2 separate regions of the Mus musculus genome follow, and region 1 is linked to region 2. Evidence: chromatin contacts called from public HiChIP or PLAC-seq data. All regions are on one chromosome and are shown on one strand. Each heading gives the region's core, a stretch centred on a gene start, on an enhancer-like site or on the middle of the called end of the contact. The rest is flanking DNA. Distances are from core to core; before and after follow the strand shown.

Evidence for each region. HiChIP or PLAC-seq counts read pairs in DNA pulled down with a chosen protein or histone mark.
Region 1: a contact with region 2 is called in an H3K4me3 HiChIP or PLAC-seq map of the SCID.adh cell line, with 14 read pairs. The contact joins the promoter of Themis here to the enhancer-like site in region 2. A contact is called at or near these places in 1 of 39 promoter capture datasets (embryonic stem cells), 2 of 15 datasets of contacts at CTCF or cohesin (CD8 T cells and the NIH/3T3 cell line), 2 of 115 datasets of contacts at active chromatin or transcription factors (CD8 T cells and the SCID.adh cell line) and 2 of 9 other capture datasets (adipose tissue and liver).

What each region holds. Positions count from the first base shown.
Region 1 is chr10:28,666,815-28,671,039 of GRCm38.p6, forward strand. It overlaps Themis (thymocyte selection associated), which reads left to right and starts at 1,546. Exons shown (of 6, transcript NM_178666.6): 1 at 1,546-1,936. The coding sequence starts at 1,846.
Region 2 is chr10:28,538,697-28,543,281 of GRCm38.p6, forward strand. All of the region lies in intron 13 of Ptprk (protein tyrosine phosphatase, receptor type, K), which reads left to right. Among named protein-coding and RNA genes, the nearest start is that of Themis, 130 kb to the right of the region's middle. Within about 2 kb of position 2,090, at least 14 of the 459 cell types and tissues checked have an H3K27ac peak or open chromatin away from gene starts, as enhancers often do. A contact at or near this core is called in the SCID.adh cell line, where this site is marked.

The DNA.
Region 1 (4,225 bases), core at 296-2,795, 130 kb after region 2:
TTTTCAGTCAAGTGAGAGGCCCAGACTTAGGTAAGAATGAGACAGAAGCTACATTTATCAAGCTTGGGAGATTTAGGGGACAAAAATGTTTCAAGGGATTACATAAAAGTTACTAGTGAAAATCACTTGAAGAATTTCCCACATTAACCCTAAGTTTGCCTAGAATGAAGGCTAGCAAATTGTTACAAGGGCTGAACATGACTCTGAAGAGCTTTAAGCATTTAGCATTTGGTAGATGCTCTATCATGATCAAGCAATTTGTCCAGAATCCAGCCTGAGAATGAACAACTTTTCATCATAGTTCATCTTTATCAACTTCAACCAATCTTCCTTTATTTATCTACAAAACATAGACAGTCTCACTTTAAATTGCAAGTATAACCTCTAAGATGATGTTTGAATTAAGTACAAAGAATAGGAAGCATAAAAATTTAAAACCAACCAACCAACCAAACAAACAAACAAACAAAACCCTAGCACCACCACAACAAAACTCCGATGTAAGGCAGAGGTGGTGACACATGCCTGTAATCCTAAGACAGAGGCAAGGAGGACTGGCATGTGTTTGAGCCCAGCCTGATATCCTAAGGAAAATTTTGTTTAAAAGAAACAAAAATCAAAATAAACAGAAAGATTGGTTTTGATGTATAAAAATTAGTTTCACAAGGTTTCTGTTATTTATTTATTTATTTATTTATTTATTTATTTATGGCTTTGAGCATTTTTCAACTTATGTTTAGATCATAAGAGCAAATTTATAGACTTCGGGGCTTGTGCAGTTTATTTATTTATGTTTTTAAATCTACATTTAAAAGGAGAGCTTCAAAGAGGAAGCAAACATTTAAATATATGTCTTATAAGTAGTTCTTTCTCTTCCTTTTTTCCTTTCTTCCTTTCTTCCTTCCTTCCTTTCTTCCTTCCTTCCTTCCTTCCTTTCTTTCTTTCTTTCTTTCTTTCTTTCTCTCTCTCTCTCTCTCTCTCTCTCTCTCTCTTTCTTTCTTTCTTTGGTTTTGTTGCTTTATTTTTATTTTATTTTATTAATTAATTTACTTTTGCTTTAAATACTTTCCTTCTCAGTGCAGAGACCAGAAAGTTCCCATCAATTTACTCTATTAATTCCTGAGTCACTTTTCATGTAACACCTCCTCCCTCCCTTTAAACTTCAGCAAAAATTTTAATGTGTAAAGATAAAAGGTGGTTTCTATGTGTCCTCAGAGTATCAGATTTCTAAAAACAGCTGACAACAGCTTCTTTTGTAACCAAGTTTAATGTAAAAGCACAATGAGTATGCAAAGCTAGAACCCAGATGCAGAGAGGCAACAAACTGATATAGTGCCATATTTAAGGTAAGACACTGTGCCTGCATTCTGGCCATGTCCAGTGTTCATGCCACAGGCCACTCTGTTTCATCACAATTTTGCCACTGCTGTGGATGCACAAGAACCAGCAACTTGCCAACCTCATTACTTTGGGTAGTGTCAGTTCAGACAAACACACCCCACCCCCATGTGTTTCTACTTCAGTGTCAGAAGGAAATGCAGCCGCAGGGAGAACAAAAAGAGCTTTACCCACTGTCTCCTGCCTATTCTCAAGTTCTTCCGCTGCTTGAGCTGTTTGCCCTGGGCTTGGCTTTCCTGTGACCTCCCTGCACCAGGTAGAAACTGAAGACCAGCTACTGCAGACAAGTACCTCCCCACCTTAGGGCTGTCCTACCCCGATTGGCTCCCATTTCACATTCTGCCTGTGTGGGCAATTATGAGCAAAGACAGAACGGTAGACAATTGACATCTAGAAACCACAAGGTCTTGTAAAAGATCAGGTCTATATACCACCGAAGACACAACAATGGCTTTATCTCTGGAAGAATTTGTCTACTCCCTTGACCTGAGGACCCTCCCCAGGGTCCTAGAAATCCAGTCAGGCATCTACTTTGAAGGTAAGTATTTTTCTAATTCTTTAATTTGATAGAATGTTCTTATAAAGTCTCTTGGAAATTTGTGGGAGAGGTTTTAGTAAGAAATACGTGGAAGGCTGTGTGTATAGTTCAGTGATTCGATACTTAGTTCAAACATATACACACCCAGCAAACAAAGTGCAAGTTGTCTGAAGGAAAGTTGAACACAGACACACACACACACACACACACACACACACACACACACACACACACATCCCAGCTGGTGAAGAAAGAAGAAACTAAGGCTTTAAGAAAGGTGGAGTGGAACTTTGTGAATTGCCATTTGCCATTTTTTTTCTTGGTAAGCATTCGACAAGTCTGCACAAAGGATGTTCTGTCTCTGCCCTACTCTTTGAAATTAATTGCCATCAGGTAAAAAAGTTTAATGTTGCTGACTATTGTTTTTAAACTATTAAAAACAGCAACATCAAAACAAAAACCCAAACACTATCAAGCTTGTTTTGTGTTTTGTTTCACCCAAAATGATTGCACCTATCAAGGGCACAGTCTTACAATGAATGCTGCCAAGTTCGGACTTCTAAGCTTGCCTTGTACTTGTAATCCTCTCTTCCTGCTCTACAAACTCCTTAAATGGTGGGAACTTTTATTTAAAGGTAAAGAAATTAGTGCCTATTGACTGTAGAGTATCTTTTAAGATTTGTGTTGAAAAGGTAAATTTTAATGAGGATTGTTGAATACTAAGCTGGTGAATTTTGGTGTAACTTACTGTAGTGTGTAAAATCCCCTAATATGAACGATACTAACATTTTAAAGTTAGTTTGGCCTGGATGGTGGTGGTACAGCTCTTTGATCCCAGCACTCAGGAGGCAGAGGCAGGTGGATTTCTATGAGTTCAAGCTAGCCTGGTCAACAGAGCAAATTCCAGGACAGCCAGTGCTACAGAAAGAAGCCCTGTCTCTAAACAAAACAAAACAAAACAAAACAAAACAAAACAAAACAAAACAAAACAAACCTTTTAAGTTTGGTTACATATAAGGTTCTCAAAATATTTCCTAGTTGGATATCAATTTTTGCTTACAAAAAGGGGAAAATTAAAGCCAATCAAAAAAAAACTGGGTCTAGTCAAATTACTAGGGAGAATGGTTGGCATGTGAGCTTTCCCACTCACAGTCTGTCCCATGGTTAGATTTCCAATTTTTGGACTTTTCACTGTAGTGGAATTGCACAAATCGTTCAGTTCTTTTTTCCATTTGAAGTACAATAGTCAATAAGTCATATGGAATATTAAACACTTGGTAACATAAAATAGGCATCTTGTCAAATGATTTCACTCACTGTGACTAGTACATGGTCTGCACACAATTAGGGTAGAGTAGGTTGAGCTGTGATTGTGCGGTGTTAGATGTATTGTATATATTTGAGAGTTTGGATGTTTTCAGTTCCCAGTGGGCTTTCGAGATGTAACCCTATCACAAATTAAAGAATATTTATTCAGTCTTACCTTACCAAAACAAAACAGGTTGACACATGCTACCTATATATTTACACACCCATAAGAGGTAATGGGTTGACAGTACTTGCTCTCAGATTATTATGAGGTTTTATGTAAGTTTTTGTGAATTGTTTGGGATCAGGTCGTCTTCTATCCTGTCTTCCTCAGACCATGTAGGGACTTATGCTTTTAAGACAGCTATCAGTTGCTTCTTGTCTTATGGTTTATGCTTTTAGGGCTTTATGGAAGACATCTTTCGAAACATTTAGGAAGAGTTTTGACAACAGTTTTACAGTTTCATATTTTACATTCAGTTTATTTTCAGGATGCAATGCTATGCCATGGTGTACGGGGACCCGACTTTACATTTCTGTGCATCTTTAGCTGATTTTCCAGTATCATTTTGTTGCTTCCAAATCAGATGCAACATTTGTCTTTGAAATGCCTCTTTTGTTTTGTTAGTTGATTTTTAAAATTAATTTTGGCCAATCGTATACATTGTATAAATGGGCAGCTATGAAATTAGCGTTAATATATGTTCAATGTACTTCTCATTCCATGTATTTTTATTCCATGTTTCAAAGTTAACTTAGTTTTTTACAGGTTTTTTTAAAGTACATGTAGAAAAATATCAATTGATTCTTTAAGAAATCTAATGAAGAACTTTATTGGATAGTATTGATTTCATATATTAACTTGAAGAAATGTTAATCTCATTTTTATTATTGAAACCTATTCATATCATTGTCTTTATTCTTTATGACTTTACTACTATGCTACCACTTAATTAAAATGAATTTCCACACCTTAAGTAT
Region 2 (4,585 bases), core at 840-3,339:
AAATCTACCCATTCTTATCTCCTTGTACAGAGCTCAAATCCAAGTGGATCAAGGACCTGCACATAAAACCAGATACACTGAAACTTACAGAGGAGAAAATGGGGAAGAGCCCAGAACACATGAGCACAGGGGAAATTTTCTTGAACAGAACACCAATGGCTTGTGCTGTAAGATCAAGAATCCACAAATGGGACCTCATAAAATCGCAAAGCTTCTCTAAGGCAAAACCACACCAGATTCTTATAAGGTTTCTTCAACGTTGTTCTATTTGTTCCCTGGAGTAGGTATAAAAGAATTTTAGAAATCCATTCCGTATGTAAAGAAACAAATATTCAAATATGTTTATGTTCATATATATATGTGTGTGTGTGTGTGTGTGTGTGTATAACACATACACATATATATATGTAATCTCAAGTTTTAATATTAGGGAGGCTTCAGTAGTCCTTGCTTGTTCTTTTTAAGACTCTGCCTTATCCAGACTAGCTTGATCATGTAGACCAAGTGGTATCCAGGCAAGACAGAAAAATATCAAGATCTTGTTTAGAGAAAACAAAAGACAAATCAAACCACTCAACTCTAGGTCCAGGACATAAGGAGCTCAGAGTAGAGCCCACGCCCAGCATCTATGAAGTCCTGGACTCCTACTCTTGATCTCTCAGCACTGCCAAACATTCTTAAAGCATCAAGCATAACACTCTACCACTGTTGGGTTGTAATATATATCATATGTGATATAGTGTGGTGGTGTCTATGTATGTGAGTGTGTAATATCACCAACAAAGTCCAAGAAATCAGAAGACCAGGGTAATGAAGTCTTCATGTTAGAGAAGGATACCTTTCTTATATCAAAAGTGTCTTGTTCAGACTAGGAGAAAGCTTTGAGTCAAACTGGGTTTCTTATCTGCAAGTGGATCACTGTATTTGATATAAGTACATTTACCATATAATATATAAGAATATATATTGGATATAAGTATAAATGTGATATTTTAACAACTAGAAGTTGGTGATTGGGAAATTTTGGATGATCAGAACCATTTTAAAACGTGAATCCAGAACTAGCAAGGAACTTCAGCTGGGTTTAGTCCCTTTCCCAATTACACACATACACACACACACACACACACACACACACACACACACACACACACAGAGAGAGAGAGAGAGAGAGAGAGAGAGAGAGAGAGAGAGAGAGAGAGAGAGAAACGTATGCCTCTTATTTACCTATTCACTTGAGGCCAAATGACATTTTAGGATTAAAAACCAATCTCAAATTCTAAAACATATATTAATAATTTAAACTTTATACTAAATTATCTTGGAACAGCTGTGACTCGAAATAATTTTTTTAAGGCTGGTTCTTCCATCCCAGATCAGGGCAGTCTCTAATTTAGTAAATAAACACTTTTGAAAATTGCAGTGCAACCTCTATTAATGTGATTTAAACCCTGTTGTGTGTTCTCCTGAGATATGCCAGATTAATGAATTATCTAAGCCTTGGTGGAAAATGACCTGTTCAAAATGAAAATAAAATTCATAACTAAAAGGAGCCAAAATAGCAAGCACTCATAATCCTTTAGCTAACAAGTAAGAGCAGTAGAAATAGGTCAAAGGGTAGGTCCTACTTATTATTTTAGATCATATTTCACCCTTATTTTTGAAGATTGTTAAAGAGTTTCCTTGACTTCTATTTGTTTTCCTAATAATATTCAAATTAAATTTTTTTGTTGTTGTTTTAATTTTCCTTCTTAGGCTTTGAATGGCATGTTTAGATGACTGGCCCAGTTCTGGTATTCTGAGTTTGTGCCAACAAAAATGTCAAGTGCATTTGCCTTTTAATTACATGCAGTGCCTACATTTTAATATTCCAGAGTTTTCCCTGAGGAAGAGACTTTTCTGATCCTGCCATTTGTGGGAGGGGAAAAAAAATACCAGTGACATTATCAGAGCTGTTTTTCCCTAGTGTCTCCTGCTACCCATGTTTATCACTTTACAAACGTTCACTTGAAAGTTATATTTAGTTGTTTGTGGCCTTCTTCACTGTAAATGTTCTGTGTGGATAGGATATAGCCCAGCATTTTACTTTCACTTCCCTCTCTTGTTTCCCAGTGATCATCAGCCACCCTGCTCGAGAGGCATCGCCTACTTCCATGTCTCAACACTAGGATAAGTGTTTAGAAGGTGTAAGCCCTTATTACTGACATATTCCTTGCCCATGCTCTCTTTACTATAAATATAGCCTCGTTCATTAGCCCTCCAACAGTACAGAACTATAGTATTTGGCATCCCCAAAGCGTGAAAGCAGAATTGTTATTGTCTCATTTGTTTTGTTACTTGAGGTAAGAAGATCAGTTTTTGTCAAGTAAGTGACTCCAATGCTCTAAGCTTCCTTCAATGCCAAATGCACACATGCAACAAAGCAGAGACACAAAGAGGAGGCTCCATCATCTAACCCCATATCACCTTCTTCTGACCCGTCTTCCCTCCTATGCAGAAATGACATGGTCACTGAGTGGCCTCTGCTGAATTATCTATTAGTGCCAGGGCCAAGAAGGTGGCAAAGTCAGTAAAGTGTTCACCACATATACCTGAATTCAGGTGCCTGTCTTATGTGTGAAAAGCTAAGCTCAGCAATGAACTCATCATGCCATCTCTGGTATCTTAGAGTTCTGTTGCAGTGAAGAAACATCATGACCATGGCAACTCTGATACAGGAAAGTGAATAAATAACTGGGGGCTTGCTTGTAGTTTGGGAGGTTAGTCCACTATCATTATGGAGTGGAGCATGGTGGCATGCATGTTGTTAGAGAGTTTACATATAGGTCCAAGAGCAGCAGCAGCAACAATGTGGGGGGAGGAGGGGGGAGAGAAACTGGGCCTGAGCTCACTCCTAGTAACAGAACTCCTTTGGCAAGGACACACCTCCCAATCTTTCTAATCCTTTCAAACAGCTCTGTTCCCAGGTGGCTAGGCTTTAGAATATAATAGCCTATGGGGATCATTGTTATTCAAATCCACCATTTCCATCCAGGTAAAGACAATAGGATAAGTTGGGCTTGTTAGCCAGGACCCTAGCCAAAAGCAAGAGCTTCAAGTTCAGTGTGAGACCACATCTTGCAAAAATAAGACATAGAGTGAGTAAAACATCCCATGTCAGGGACAAACACATACACTTATTTTGTACCAAAAGATACTGGTTTACTTGCACATATATGCAGTAAAATCTTATTCATGCGTTATAGGAAAATTATGACATGGTGTTTGAGGTGAGAGAATAAGGATATATAAAGTCTTGGATAAACCAAAGAACTTGATTAAAATCCACAATCTGGGGGCTAGGAGTATGGCTCAGTAGTAGAATACTTGCCCACCATACACAAGTACCTGTGTTTGAACCCCAGCACTGCAAATCAAATAAATACAATCTGTGATCTCAGCTGCTCTTCTGGATGTCCAGCTGATTATGTGCTCAGAGCATCTCTGTAGAATAGGCCCACTATGGGAGAAAACCATTTTATGTACATTGCTGAGCTTATAGCATCTACAAGCACCCAGTATTCTCAAAAAAGAAAGAGGTAAGGAGATAGAAAAAGGAAGGAAAGAGTGGGTGGAGAAAGGGGGCCAAATGATGGTTTAGTATTCTCTGCAGGGAAAACCTAAAGCTGTGATGTCCTTGAAGCTTTGATCTTTGGGCTGGCAATGGGAGTGCATAGTTTGAGATTTTCACATAAAGCTTGCAGAGATGGCCTGAATCCATTGGTACCTCCTGGCTCCTGGTACAAGTAGGTGCAAATTCTGTTTAAAAAGAAAGTATGATCAATTTAGGCCTGCAGGAGTCCCACAGACTAACTAAAGCAATTATAGCTTGATCAAAGGTCACCAGGCATTCTTGAAAGTAAGTCACTGTGAGAGTTTAGCGAAAAGAGAACTCAAATCCTCCCAGGACTGCAGTTATTGACTGTGGACTCAAAATATAAAATTGCTGCATGCAAAACACTTAGTGGAAAAAAGTATGAATCACAAATATTAACAAGATGTTGTCATCAGTAACTAAACAAAGAGCTATATTCCAACTGAACAGAATTTATAAGACAAAAATAATTGTCCAAATTTAAAAGTAACTGAATAGATGTGTCCATCCGCTGTATATTGCTGTGGCAGATACCCAAGAGAACAACATAGAGGGAGTGTTTATCTTGGCTCAGTACTTCAGAGGCTCTACCTCATGGTTCCTTAGCTCTGTTGCTCTTGGAGCTGTACACAATGAGCCAGGGAATGATGGACAGGGCATATGGTGGGCAAAGTGGACCACTCCTGATAGAAACAAACTGAGTGCAGCATACAAGACCAGTCCAGGAATGAGGTAAATCTTTCCAGGGACCTGTTTCCCATCAACCTGGCCCCACCTCCCAGTAATGATGTGGGAAGCCATTAATTAGGTCAGAGTCTTTATGTTTTAGGCAGACTATAGCCAGCTGGATTTCAAACTTTCAACAAATGAGCCTTCTTGGTGGGAAAGGGGAATGGGGAAGAAAGTATAGTGATAGACCTAGAAACAGAGTTGTAAAAGAGAGATTGTTTT